Regions from separate parts of the Sus scrofa genome. Here region 2 is linked to region 1. Evidence: chromatin contacts called from public HiChIP or PLAC-seq data. All regions are on one chromosome and are shown on one strand. Each heading gives the region's core, a stretch centred on a gene start, on an enhancer-like site or on the middle of the called end of the contact. The rest is flanking DNA. Distances are from core to core; before and after follow the strand shown. Region 1 overlaps FREM2 (FRAS1-related extracellular matrix protein 2). Region 2 overlaps FREM2 (FRAS1-related extracellular matrix protein 2).

Evidence for each region. HiChIP or PLAC-seq counts read pairs in DNA pulled down with a chosen protein or histone mark.
Region 2: an H3K27ac HiChIP or PLAC-seq map of skeletal muscle shows a contact between it and region 1. The contact joins two enhancer-like sites. A contact is called at or near these places in 1 of 5 promoter capture datasets (liver), 23 of 47 Hi-C or Micro-C datasets (adipocytes, alveolar macrophages, brain and 13 more) and 1 of 2 datasets of contacts at active chromatin or transcription factors (skeletal muscle).

Annotation. Positions count from the first base shown.
Region 1 is chr11:13,957,192-13,960,346 of Sscrofa11.1, forward strand. It overlaps FREM2 (FRAS1-related extracellular matrix protein 2), which reads left to right. Exons shown (of 30, transcript XM_021065218.1): 6 at 864-1,021; 7 at 1,560-3,155. The coding sequence starts at 2,674. Among named protein-coding and RNA genes, the nearest start is that of FREM2, 180 kb to the left of the region's middle. Within about 2 kb of position 1,885, at least 28 of the 83 cell types and tissues checked have an H3K27ac peak or open chromatin away from gene starts, as enhancers often do. A contact at or near this core is called in fetal skeletal muscle and skeletal muscle, where this site is marked.
Region 2 is chr11:14,031,572-14,034,435 of Sscrofa11.1, forward strand. The region is part of intron 8 of FREM2 (FRAS1-related extracellular matrix protein 2); the gene reads left to right. Among named protein-coding and RNA genes, the nearest start is that of STOML3, 120 kb to the right of the region's middle. Within about 2 kb of position 1,505, at least 7 of the 83 cell types and tissues checked have an H3K27ac peak or open chromatin away from gene starts, as enhancers often do. A contact at or near this core is called in fetal skeletal muscle and skeletal muscle, where this site is marked.

The DNA of each region.
Region 1 (3,155 bases), core at 635-3,134:
AATATATTTAAGCAAATGACAGTATTATTACCTTCTATGTAATTTAAAAAGCATAACTAAGAACTTTACCAAAAAATAATAATACTTTCTAAGAATCATTCCATCTCTTCAATTAAGGCAGACGAAATTCAGAAGTCAAAAAAGATTGTCCTGAATTAATTTCCCTAGGCTACTTGAAAATAAATGCAGAGCTCTCCTCTTCTTACCAAGAAACAAAATATCAAACTCTGCCCTTCAGGCATGCTGCCATACCTCAAATGCTGATCTTATCACTGCTTGCAAGTCAAATAGAGTTGGACTTTAAAAAGAAGAAAGGAAACCCCTGGAGCCACTGAGAAGCATCAGGGGTCAGAACATACCAGGGTCTCAATACCTGAATTAAAGACCCCTTGGGTTCCAGCTGACATTTTTCAATCAAAACACATAACCAGAATTTGAAATACAATATTTAAAGAGCCATGTTCTGAAATTGATGTCCTGTCTCTCTTGACATCTTTCCGTTTGTTTTATTTGTGAACAGGATATAACAGAATTTTTCCTTGTCACTACAACTTGAATTCTGTATGCAATAATAAATAACCCTACTAAGTTACAAAGTAACAGTGCCAAAGCAGACTGGAAATTGATGATGAGCTGGATGGGGATTTTCTCAAATGTTTAAAAGATTGTTCACATCTCTTCTATGCTTCTGGATATTCGTTTTAGTGTATCAATTGTAAGCAGGAGTTCAAAGTTCCCTGAAAGTACAAAAAATGTAGATTAAGCTGAAGTAATATTCAATTAACTAAATGTTATTTGTTTGGATAAATGGCTCTCTTGAATTAATCTCTCTCTCTCTTTCTCCCTCTCTGTCCTCTCCCAAGGACAGATGCTGCCCAGTGGCCTTCCTAGAGTGGACTCTGACATCTCTCAGCAATACTTACATACAGAGCTTGTGCTGTGGCCTGGAAAATAGCTCTCAATGCTTCAGGCAGCAATCAAAACCCTGAACTGGAGGATCTCAGGCCAAAGACCAAAAAAGGTTAAAGGGATAAATGCTTTTCTCTGATATGTGCCTGCTTATGCATCTTATGTCCTCAGTTTGGACTGAATTGTAAAAGGGCATAGCACTCCTTTTTTCCCCCAAATCTAACATACTTTTAATCAGGAAAAGGGAGGATGATCATTATTTCAATTTTATATTCCAATTAATTATCAGGGTCATAAAGAACATGACCCCAAATGAAACATTTTGCTTAAGGAAAGCAAGACTCAGGAAAAGAACTAATCTGAAAATGATAGAGTTTTATTTGTGAGGATGTTTTTGTCTTTTTGTTTTTTGTGGGGTTTTTTTTTTGTTTTTTTGTTTTTTGTTTTTTGTTTTTTTTTTTTTTTTGGTGGGGGGAGCGGGTTGGGAGGGGAGCAGTTAAAAAACTTTCTGAAAGGGAATCTACACTCTTCTGAAACCGGACAAACGCAAGGGGGCAGGCAGAGCTCGAATCTGACTTCAAAACCGGCTGGCTGAAGGGATCAAACCCATTTGAGTTCGCCCTCTGGATATTTATCCGTTCTCTTGGCAGACCAAGAAGTGTAATGCTGACAAGCGGGTTTAGTGTGTACTTGGTCCAATTACGGCGAGAAGAGGAACGTCTCTCATGACAGCTACCCAAGCAGCGGCGGCTTTGGAAGAGCCTGGGCTGCATTCCTCGAACATATCCTTTGGTGCGACTCTCCCAGTTCTGATCAGACTACATTTCTCACACATTCCAAATGCTCCTTTTACCTTTTACTCTGAGATTTGGTTGCAAAGGAGGCGCTTGTTAAAACCTGACCAATCCGGGGACCATACTCATTGTAATGCACGAGCCCACAGCAGCAGTCGGGGATGGGGGGCTGTGGAGTAGGGAGCGCAACCTCCCCTAGATTGCTTTTTAATTCCAGTTTTCCTTCTTAGGCAAGTACGCTCCAGAGTTTCTCCCTAAACTGCTTGGGGTTTTGATTCAAACTTTGGCGACGTTGCTTTCTAACTTTCCTCCTGCGTCTGCAAGTTTCAGAGAGAAATAAGCACCCCCTGCGCGGGATCCCATGGAAGTGGGGGGATTGGGAACTAGAGTGGGGGTATTCCTGGTTCACAGGCAGCTGAAAAAAGTGAATGCAGGCGGAAGGCGCGTTCCGGCTCCGCTGCTGGAGCCCCAACCCTAGCAGCCCAGAGTCGAGCCAGTTGCCTACTTCCAGGACAACCTGTAGCGCCTTCCATCTCCTCCCCTCCGCGCGGTTTCCCCGCCTCGGCCCCGGAGCTGATTGGCAGAGGTCGCTACCCAACCCTCGACTCCGGGCCTCCACCCGGGACCGACGATTGGCCTCCTGGGAGGACTGGAGTAAGGGGGTGCGAGGGGAGGGATTTCCCTCAAAGCCCAGGGTCCCGGGACCTGGGAAGGAGTGGTTGGAGGGACTCAGTTCTCCGCGCAACCCAGCCGCGAACCGCGCTGGGCGGGTCGGGACGCTTTAGTCTCCGCGGCTGCTCCAGCCCGGACCGCGCGGAGCCACTTTCCCATCCTTCTGGTCCAGCCCCTGCTCCAGCAGGACCCTGCGGGCGGCGGGCGGAGTTCCTGGCACTTTCCGGAGGGCTCTCTTGCTCCCTGCCCCGGACTGACTGCGCTCAGGCTGACCTGTCGGAGCCCTAACACACGGACCATGCACGCAGCTCCGACCCCCGGGATCACCGCCTGCGGGCGCCATGCAGCCAACCCCACCAACTTTCAACCAATGCTTCCTCCGCCGCCCGGGCTGGTGCTGCTGCTGCTGCTTCTCCTGTCACCGGTAAGCAGCGTCCGGGCACAGCCCGCTGCCCCCGGTCGGGCGTTGCTGTCCCCGAATCTTGCGGGGGTAGCAGGGGTCCCCGCCAAAGAGGCCGTAGTCCTGGCGAACCGTGGGCTCCGGGTGCCTTTCGGCCGTGAGGTCTGGCTGGATCCGTTGCAGGACCTGGTGCTGCAGGTGCAGCCGGGGGACCGCTGCTCAGTGACCGTGCTCGACAACGATGCGCTGGCCCAGAGGCCTGGCCGCCTGAGTCCCAAGCGCTTCCCATGCGACTTTGGCGCTGGAGAGGTGCGCTACTCGCACCTGGGGGCGCGCAGCCCATCTAGAGATCGAGTCCGGCTGCAGCTGCGCTACGATGC
Region 2 (2,864 bases), core at 255-2,754, 74 kb after region 1:
TTAAAAAATCTGTTGATGTGTTTTCCTGGTCTATCTCTCAGTCTCTTGGAGTTCCATTGGTCATACCAAGGCACAGCTGCCCTCAGGTCAAGGTTCTTCCTCTCTGGGTGTCTGGGTCAGGATTAGGGCTCCCTTCCCCACCCCATCCCAGGGCAGATTCTGAATGCATCTTGACCACTCCTTCCTTGTCTTTAATATCCAATTACTTAAATAGGAAAAGGAGAAGGAAATAAATATTGAGTCAATGTCCTGAGCGATCACATTCTTTGAAGTTTCCTTTTTACTCATTTCTTATCTCTGTTCTTATACTTAATCTTGCAGGAACACCTTTCCCCCCCATCTCTTGGAGTGTCCAAATGCCTGTACTTAGGGCTCCATTTAAACACTGTCTCTTCCATGAACTTGTCTTTGATCCCCTCAGGTCAAAGTAATCCCTCTCTTGTGAACTCCCCCAGCTCATTATCAGTGCCTCTCTCCCAACACTTGCCAGCCTCTAGCTCATGCACATCATCGGTGTACTTGTTCCATCTTCCAAAGTTCAGTGTCAACTTCTGGGGGTGGGAGTGGGGGTGGTAAGAACCAGTAGGCTTCAGCTTCATACCTGGAGGTTTTCTGTAAAACAGTAAAAGCCAACCTGACTTTAAGGGCCAGAAGACAGAATTTCAGGAGTTCTCAGAAATTCTTTTCTGGAAGATTCTAAGGCCAAGCAGAGTTTAAAGGATCATCCTCATGCAGAAAAGGCAAGGAAATGAATCCCTTATTTTAACTTTAATTTTTGATTCTCACAATAATTAGTAAGACTGATGCTGAAGGTAGTAGCATGGTTGCTAACCACTCTCCTTACCTTGTAGGAGAACAAGACAGCTTGAGAATGAAATTATCAACTATCCCCAATAAAGTAATTTTCATATCTTAATCTTTTTAAATATTAAATATCTATCCCTACGGCTGGTTTAAAGGTATAGGGATATCCAGCTTTTAAAAATAGCTGTGTATTTGATTTCCAGTTCAGATTTCATGCTGGAAACTATTTTATTCTGGGCAAATGGAACTGTAGGAAGTTAGAAAACCTTGGCAGCCTGGAAAAATACTACCAGTGGAATTATGTTCTACAGGTAACTATCTTTTCTTCAAGAAGAAAATTGTCAAAATTAAGTGGACACCCAGAAATTACCCTTTTTTAAACAGAAGTCAAAGTGGTGACACTAGTCTCGTTAAGAAAAGTATCCTTCGTCTTTCTAGAAACCAGGCAGCCCTATGTTCCTTGGGAGGGCTAATTGAAGGTTGTGACTCTTTGTTATTCTAAACACAACAAAACAAAACAAAAAACCTGTTGTGTTCCCATTGGAAAAGAAGATGAAGATGCCTAAAGACCAGCTGGAGAAGTTCAAAAGAGGTCTTTTCATCAAAACCTTAATGGCTGGGGTGTCAGGGCTTGGGGACAAAGCATTTGGGAGTGTAGTTATCAGCTGTCAGGCACCTGTTGTGTGGATTTATGACACAAGTCACAGACTTTAATTTGTTTCCAGTGAGATGTTGAGACCAGCTCCTTGCACCACATAGATGACAGAAGCTGTTTTAGAAAAGCAAAGAATCACACTGAAGTAAAACTTTGTCGGTTTTTTAAGTTAACGTCACCTAAACTTCACTAAACCTTCTGTCAGCTGCTGCTGCTGTTATTAAAAATGTCAACACTGATTATTCCCATGCTTTGAGGTTTTAGAAGAATTTACATGGTAGGTAACAAATGAATAAATAACATGTCTTTCTGTTCTTTAGATCAACTATGGAGTTCTGTTTTGCAAGGCCAGTGTAAGAATGAAAGTTATAATAAACTTCAGCTTAGTTCCTCAAATCCTCCTATCACTCCTGCATAAGTAGTACCTCTGATTTTACAAATTCTGAAATGCAGGATGATTTGCGTCTGTAGAAGTCAGAAGAGTTACGAACTTTTTCATTCAACTCAGAGTTAAGCTTTATACACTTAACTTTATATTCTCTAGCAAGATATCTATTTAAAAATCCCCGATGTAGAGTGAATGCTGAGCATTTAAGATAAGTGCTTGGAGCATGCCCAGGTCTTAACGAGACGCAAAGTTTCTCAGTGTTGTTTATGAATTTTATTTCAAATAAAATCTGAAAGAAGTGGACATATAAAATCCTTGGCAAACTTGTTCGGCTCTGTGTTACTTGAAACCCCTGATTAACTAGTAACCTGACACCCTCATCCTCAACCAGAAAATAAGTTTTGTGAATCTGTGAGTAGAAGTGAAGTTAGCAAACTCTAAGAGCATCTATGCTGTTTCCTAAGGGAAGGGAAGGTTAAACAGGCTTTTTGTTATCAATAACCCCTTGGCGGTCTTACCTAGATAAACACAAATTCCAGTCGTTCACATTCATAGGTAATCACTAAAATCTTTGTATAGCATTCATAGCATGTGCCAGATGTGTTAGAAAGAGTGTTATTAAATTGGATTTGGACACTAGATGAATGCCTGTCCTGGGGCAGGGGCTGGGGGTGGGGGTGTTGAGGGAGGGGCGGCTCAGGCGGTTAGTGGCAGAATGCACATGAAGATAAAGAGTGACAATGACTCTGATTGGAGATACAGAAGTACACACAGCAGGCTAAGCCAGGCTTCCCAAGCCTTAGCGGAGTTGGACTTAAATTGCGAGGAGGAGTAGGAAGCGAGAGATATTCTGGGCAGAAGACTTCCCACATGCAAAAGCAGTCATTGTGTGCAGAAAACAGTGAGAAGTTGGATGTGACCAGATGTTTTTCTCCATGGAGAAGTGATGGGATGTGAAGCTGGGGGTGTCCAGATAGACCAGAGCGGCCTGGTGTAGCACGGCAAGAAGTTTGGAAC